2 separate regions of the Danio rerio genome follow, and region 1 is linked to region 2. A link is a contact called in public Micro-C data. All regions are on one chromosome and are shown on one strand. Each heading gives the region's core, a stretch centred on a gene start, on an enhancer-like site or on the middle of the called end of the contact. The rest is flanking DNA. Distances are from core to core; before and after follow the strand shown.

Evidence for each region. Hi-C and Micro-C count contacts between places; a contact is called where the count stands out from the background.
Region 1: a contact with region 2 is called in a Micro-C map of caudal fin, with 6 times the contacts expected there. The contact joins the promoter of gid4 here to the promoter of rai1 in region 2. A contact is called at or near these places in 1 of 18 Hi-C or Micro-C datasets (caudal fin) and 1 of 4 datasets of contacts at active chromatin or transcription factors (embryo).

Annotation. Positions count from the first base shown.
Region 1 is chr3:67,124,567-67,129,066 of GRCz12tu, forward strand. gid4 (GID complex subunit 4 homolog) reads left to right here and starts at 2,510. Exons shown (of 6, transcript XM_073945282.1): 1 at 2,510-2,857. The coding sequence starts at 2,669. drc3 (dynein regulatory complex subunit 3) reads left to right here. Exons shown (of 14, transcript NM_001077727.2): 14 at 1,342-1,562. The coding sequence ends at 1,452.
Region 2 is chr3:66,924,217-66,928,274 of GRCz12tu, forward strand. rai1 (retinoic acid induced 1) reads left to right here and starts at 2,522. Exons shown (of 5, transcript XM_073945200.1): 1 at 2,522-2,704. The coding sequence starts at 2,650.

The DNA.
Region 1 (4,500 bases), core at 1,260-3,759, 200 kb after region 2:
AACAAAACAAATATTGATGCAGATATTTTAATTTATATATGATTTGTATCATATATATTATATCTAATGCATCCATGTGTGTATTTATATTTACATAATAAACATACATAGATCATACACACATATATTATGTTAAAACTTTTATCCTGGATGCAATTAATTTTGCCCAGCGTTATATTATATTATATTATATTATATTATATTATATTATATTATATTATATTGTATTGTATTGTATTGTATTGTATTGTATTATATTATTATATTATATTATATTATATTATTTTTATATTATATTATATTATATTATATTATATTATATTATATTATATTATATTAAATATATATTTTTTATTTAAATAAATTGATTATTTATTTATTGCAGAACACAGCCAATATACATAGCTAGCAACAACTATATACAAGCCAGGGTTTGCATTAAATGAAAATGCATAAAGAAATTAAAAATAATAATAATAGTAAAATAGAGACAATAAAATAATAAATGAATAACAATACAGAGAACTATAATATATTATTATAATATTATATTATTGTTATATTATATTATATTATACTATAGTATATTATTATTATATTATATTATATTATTATATTATATTATATTATATTGTATTATATTATATTATATTATATTATATTATATTATATTATATTATATTATATTATATTATATTATATTATATTATTATGGTATTATATTATATTATATTATATTATATTATATTATATTATATTATATTATATTATATTATATTATATTATATTGTATTATATTATATTGTATTATATTATATTGTATTATATCATATTATATTATTATATTATATTATATTATATTATATTGTATTATTATATTATATTATATTATATTATATTATATTATATTGTATTATATTATATTGTATTATATCATATTAAATTATTATATTATATTATATTATATTATATTGTATTATTATATTATATTATATTATATTATATTATATTATATTATATTATATTATATTATTATGGTATTATATTATATTATATTATTATGGTATTATATTATATTATATTATATTATATTATATTATATTATGTTATATTATATTATATTATATTATATTATATTATATTGTATTATATCATATTATATTATTATATTATATTATATTATATTGTATTATTATATTATATTATATTATATTATATTATATTATATTATATTATATTATATTATGGTATTATATTATTATTATATAATATTAAACAACACTTTTTATCATTAAATTAAATGTAAATATTGGATAAAATCTTTGTCTGTTCTGTGTGTAGATACAAGAAGAAGAGGTGAAGAGGAATCGCAAGCGCATCTCAGAAATACAGAACTACATTCGCTTTGTGAAGGAGGAGCTGGAGGACATGACATTACCTGAGCAGCGTTAACACGTTCATCAGACAGAGAGAAAGAAAATTTATATATATAATGTCTGAGAAATATTATATGTCTACTCACATGTATTGTTTTTGTTTATTAAAATCTGATATAAAATTAAGATGATGCCTTCATTTTTATTTAAATGTGTTTTAGAGACACTCAATCTGCAATGCTGCCATCTGCAGAGATGTGTAGGTATCGCAGAAGCTCCATTTGTGTGCGGTGAGGAAAGTTTTACATAAAAGGACATTTCTTAAATATATAATAAATATACAAAAACATCACCACCACAGCTAAACCTTTAGCCAAATATATATTTACTTTACTACAAAATAAACTCAATCAGTATTTAAAGTGGAAATAAAATTAAATTCAAGTTTGTATAGCACTTTTCATAATAACTACTGCATCACAGTCAAAATCAGAGACGTTACTTAACATCACTTTATTAGTTACTAGTAACTTTAATTGATTAATAGCGTTTAACAGTAAAGTTATTATATATAAACATACCTAACCTGCAGTTATATAGTATATGAGTGATATCTGTACATGTTTAATGAAGTGTATTTGTGTGTATGTGAACATTATGTTAACAGGATTCACACTCTTGCACTACTGATTGAGGCTCTTCTGTGTTTTACACTCTAAACAAACAGCTGTCACTCCTAGAACATTTCAGTCACAACTACAAAGCCCTGATCAAGCTTTTCATCAGGAGAGTTGAACATTTAAGGACATTTATTTTCTCAAGTATTGTTTAAATATGATTAATATATAAGTTATCGTTATTAAAACAGCAGCTTTTACCAAATATTTATTTTTATTTTTTACAGTTAATTAAAATAACGGTAAGATAACGAGAATTGCGTTTTTTACATACAGATTTACAAAGAAAGTCACACTAAACAAACAGCACTTCTAGAACATTTACGATCCTCCACATCTCACAACTACAAAGCCCGTCATGCTTTTCACTATGCAGCCAATGAGAATCCAGCGTCATTTTTTACTCGGCGTCCGTCATCCAATCAGAGAACAGCGTGCAGGGTCACACGACTCTCCGTTGAGCGCCTTCATTCTGCTGTGAGGGACGTAACCGCGCGTCCTGCGGGAGAAGCTTGTAAACTGACGCGCCGCGCGGTGAAGCGTCGTGTTTTCTCCTGGTCCAGCGGCGCACAGACGCGACGCTCCGCTGCTCGGGCCCCGCAGAAGAGATCCAGCATGCCGGTTCGCACCGCCTGCCGCCCGGGCCCGTCTGCGGCCTGCTCAGCCTCGGCCTCGCTTATTCCGCCCCCGCCGATCAACACGCGCCAGCCCGGCGTCAGCACCTCCCTGCTCTACAGCGGCTCCCGGTTCCGGGGACACCAGAAGAGCAAAGGGAACTCCTACGATGTAGAGGTGGTTCTGCAGGTGAGCACTTGGTGGGTGTTAGTGGGCACTGAGCGCCCTACTGAGGGAACCAAATGTTCAGAACTGTAGCTCACTGGGCTCCGAGGCTGAGGTGAAGTTGGTCTTATATTCGCACATTCGTTCAGTGACAGCTTATGACACACTCCCGATAGTGTTTACCACGCTAACTTACTTTGAATATTGGCTCTATAATCACATTATTATCACAAAACCACAACAACGCGATTTAATGGACTGTGAAGAATGCAGTGCTTTGATTGTCTTTGGCTGATAGTATGATTTCAATATATAGAGTTCTCAAGGGATACTTCTTTAAAACTAAATTATAGAGGAGAAAGCCTGAATGTGTGCATATAAAACCAGCATTACCCCAATGAGCACTTGCTAGGTGTTAGTGAACAGTGAGCTTCTAACTGAGGGTACCCGCGCTGTCCAGAACTGCTGCCTGGATAGACAGCTCAGCTCACTCGCCGGCTCTGAGGCGGTGCTGTTTGAGTTCATAATGCAGTCCACGTAGTCAAGACTAGTTTAGCTAGGGCGCTGACAAGGTTGTGAAATTTCAAAAGTCTAAAGTGAAGTTTGTTTCTTGGTGTATACAGCCTGCTAGGAAAGATTCTAAGGTCAAAATGCTGTTTATGGTGAACCTGTAGTAGGGATTGTTGGTCATTTAGGCAGTGTACTACTAGCTAGGTAATGTTCCAGTCAGTAACCTACTAAGTAGGCATGGAGATAGAGGTAAAGTTGGTTTATATTGGGATATTCAGACATTCTCCTTAATAATATAGTGTCAGAAACGTATTCTTTGCAAATTCTAAATAGGGAAATCATATTAGCGGCAAATGACTATCAAAGTACAGCATTGTTCACAGTCAATCTGATAGTGCTAATGCTGTTCAGAAGTCATACTTGCATGCTAATTCCGATCCAATATTCAAAGTAACATAGTAAACAATTTAGAGACTGCTAAATGAACGAATATGCAAATATAAAACCAACGTTACCTCTATGACATTGATACCTAAGTGTTGTCTAGCTGAGGCCCTAAAATAATGTTTGTTGCTTTGCATACTAGGCAGCTATAGACATGTATAGGTTGTAAGATGATAAAACTGGGCAGTGTACTAGCTTTCAGTCAAAAATGTAAGCTAAGAAAATGGGTTGTAAGACTTGATTATTAACAATTGTGTGAAGGTAGCCTACTAAGTAGGTATTGAGACTTAAAGGACTGCTTTTTAGGTAGCGACCAAGTATGAAACCCTAACATAATGAGCAGCATACTAGGTAGGTATTGACTTGTCACATGATTATAAAGCTCAACAGAACTGTTAGTTTCTAGGTAACTAGGTTGGTAACTTGTAAGACTTGAAGTTCAAAACAGTTTGTGTGAAGGTAGCCTACTTAGTAGATATTGAGACTAACATGTTGTCTTGCTAGACAGCTTTTTAGGTGAGATTATGAACCCCTAAATAATGTTTGTTTGTTGCCTAGCAGCACACTAGGTAGGTATTGAGACCAAAATGTAGTAGACAGCTTACTTTTGTGACACTGTTAAGTCACCTATGCAATGTGTTTGCAGGTAGGCACTAGGCAGTGTACAAATTCCTACACACTTACTAGGTAGACAGCTTGCTAGCTTGTGTGGC
Region 2 (4,058 bases), core at 1,272-3,771:
AAAAATCAGAGTTTCTAATTAAGCTGCTGTTATTGGTTGGAGGCGGAGACTATTTAGCATATTCAAATATCAGAGTTTCTGATTGAGCTGCTGTTGAAGGGAGGCGGAGACTTAGCATATTCAATATCTATGAATAATAATAATAAATATGGCGTACAGTTACAATTAAACCATTTTAAAGCGGTTATTTTCACAGGAAATAAGTATGAATGTGTCATTTTGATTAAAAAAGATCAAATTAGAGCCTGTGGGAGCACTCAGCGGGTCTGATTTTGAAGCTGTCATGCTGTGACAGTGACAAATTAATAGACAAATCATGTAAACGGGTCATGCATATTCATCAGACAGACAGGTGGCTTGATTGTGTAGTCGTTGATTAATATTATCAGCTAGATTTGCATGTGTCCTCATCTCCAACGGTTTGCTAAATCTGCAGCCAAGTGAAAAATAACACTTTATTCAAATTCAACAAATGCTTTTTGTTTTTTTCTTGGAAGATTTCACGCTTTTATACTGCAAATAAATCATTTTTTAGGAATGTGATAATCAGTATTTATTCAGAAGCTAATTCATAATTATATTAGCTTATTATTATTTTGGAGCAACTAATATTATATAAGGTAAATCCGATAAATAATTAAATAAATATATGAATAGATAGATAAATAAATAGATGAATGAATAAATAAATAAATAAATAAATAAATAAATAGATGAATAAATAAATAAATGAATAAATAAATAAAAAATAAATAAATAAATAAATAAATAAATAGATGAAAAAATAAATAAATAAATAAATAAATAAATAGATGAATAAATAAATAAAAAATAAACAGATTAATAAATAAATAAGTAAATAAATAAATAAATAGTTGAAGAAATAAATAAAAACTAAATAGATGAACAGATAAATAAATAAATTAATTAATAAATAAATAAATAGATGAATAAATAAATAGATGAATAAATAAATAAATTAATTAATTAATTAATTAATTAATTAATAGAATAATAAATAAATAAATAGATAAATAAATAGATGAATAAATGAATGAATAAATAAATAAATAAATAAATAAATAAATAAATAGATGAATAAATAAATAAATAAATGAACAGATAAATAAATAAATAAATAAATAAATAAATAAATAGATAGATAGATAATTTAATTAATTTAAAAAATAGATTAATAAATAAATAAATAAAGAACTAGATGAATAGATAAATACACAAATAAAAAATAGACGAATAGATAAATAAATAAATAAATGAATAAATAAAAATAGATGAATTTTCTGCAATGTGATTGTTTAATAGTCTCTATAATGTGTTATATGACTTTTGCTCTAAATATACCTGACAATGTATTTTTAATTATGTATTTACATATAATCTAAATTACTGACACTAAATCAAAGCTATAGAATTATTTATATTTAGCTTTAGCATTATTATTATTTTCTTTACCCAGACAGCACACATACGTTGGGCCGACGTCGGCCGAAGGTCAACACGTCGGCCCCTTTAATTCTAACATCGGTATATGGTCGGCCAAACATACGCATGATCGTTCGGTCTTGTGTTCTATTGTTCCAGCTCAACAAACGTCGGCTCTGCGTCGGTTAACGACCAGAGGCCGACGAAGCACTTCATAAGCACTTGATCTCTCATGCCCATGAAAGAATCCGGCAACATATTTGGTTTACAAGTAAGTTTTTGCGTGCATAATAAATTAGACAAACGCGACATGCATCATGTGAACTGCGTTTCCGATCATTTGCCGACGTCGCGGCGACATTTTGCCAATTAGCAAACGCTCCCTGAGCGACATCGCGCCGATGGAATTTTGAAAGTCGGCACGACGTCGGCCCAACGTATGTGTGCTGTCTGGGTAGTTTTCTCAAACTCCCATTTATATTTGTGTAAATGTTGGATCAGTTTACATGAGCTCATTTATTTAGACGAACGTTAAAGGTGACAGTTTTTATTATAGCTATTTAATGTTTTTACATTCTAATAAAAATACTGGGTTATTTTAACCCAACGCTTGGTCAAATATGGCCAAAATAGTGGTTGAAATATGTAATTTAAATCTGACTGGAAAGAATAGCGCTATTTTAATTCAGCATTACTTCAATCGTTGAAGAATATGTTTATTTTATTTGATCGTTTTCTGTAACACCACCGACAGCACCGCATTAAAGCAGTTCATATGACCACTGGCCATGTATATCCACAAGATGGCGGCAGAAATCAGTACATGACAACCTAAAGGAACGTAGCCTACGCACAAAATGGGGGCGGCAACGTGCGCAGCTGTAAGTAAACTCTTGGTAACATACATTGAATACTTAATTAAACGACTTTAAATCATCATATGAGCCGCCATCATCATTAATAAATACATCAAGATGTATTCTTTTGTGCGTTCACGTTTAGGAAGGCTTCTACGCAAAGTTTTATGAATGAGGCCCCAGCACAGTTTAATTAAACACCTGACCAGAGAAGAGATCCCGCTGCGACCGGAAGTTAAGTACAACAATCCACTATACAACAATCTCACTGTTCAACATTAATATCTGTTTTACATTGCCGTGAAGGGTAGATTTAGGATTTGGGTAGACTTTAATAAAGAACACTTTAATGGCTGATATAATAAATATTCTCGTTAACTTTGGACATTCCGTCGGATGTATTGGTAAGATCTGTTTTGATTTTTGTTTGCTGGTTCATACCTTTATAAAGATTAAACATGGTTTTACTTCGGTATTTTTATTAAACCATAGTGACTGATCAATTAACCATGGTTTAGTATTGTATTTGAAGTAAAACCGTATGCTTTTACTATGGTATTTGAATTCATATCAATGTAACTGTAATATTACCCATTACTATGGTATTTGTATTAAAATCATAGTAACTGAAAAATTACCCATGGTTTTACTATGGTATTTGAAATAAATCCATATCAACTATACAAAATTACCCATTGTTTTACTATGGTATTTGTATTAAAATCACAGTAACTGTAAAATTACCCATGGTTTTACTATGGTATTTGAACTAAATTCATATTAACTATACAAAATTACCCAAGGTTTTACTATGGTATTTATAAAAAAACAAAGTAACTAAACAATTAACCATGATTTAGTATAGTATTTGAAGTAAAACAATAGTAGCTACAAAATTACCCATGTTTTTCTACAGTTTTTGAAGTAAAATCATTGTGACTACATAATTAAGCATGGTTTTACTACGTTATTTGATGTCAAACTATAGTAACTGCATGATTAAACATGGTTTTACTTTGCTGTTTGAATTCAAACCAAAGTAACTATAAAATGAAATTTCATTTCTGATTGTAAATGTTTGATTGTTATGTGATTGGGTTAAATGAAAATCTTATTTCCACTGTATTGCAGGGCTTTAACACTAGTCATAGCTTTTGCTGACACATGCAAACCTTGTTACGTTCTGAAATCAGATGTGAAGGTTTTTAATAAACTCTGTCATAGACTGTAACTAACTCTGTTGTTGTTGTTGTTGTTTGTGTTGTAGATGTTATTGCATGAAATTAGTTATGATATGACCTGCTTTGCTTCTGTGGCTCCTACAGTAATATTCATGTGACATTTCAACCGCTGATACAAGGCAGGGTGGATCTTTCATGTTGTTGATGCCAAATTCTGACATTTCATATGACTTCAGTGCTAATACTACAACTATATTTTCATCAAACTACTACTTACTTTACTTATTTATTTATTATGTATTTATTTAAGTTCCTAATCAGTTTTATTTATTTATTTATTTATTTATTTATTTATTTATTTATTTATTTATTTATTTGAGTCCCTAATTAGTCAATATTTATTTATTCATTCATGTATTTATGTTCCTAATTTGTTTTTATTTATTTATTTATTTATTTATTTATTTATTTATTTATTTATTTATTCATACGTTTATTTAGACTCATATTCAGTTTTATTTATTTATTTATTTAAGTTCCTAATCAGTTTTATTTTTTTATTTTTTTATTTAAGTTC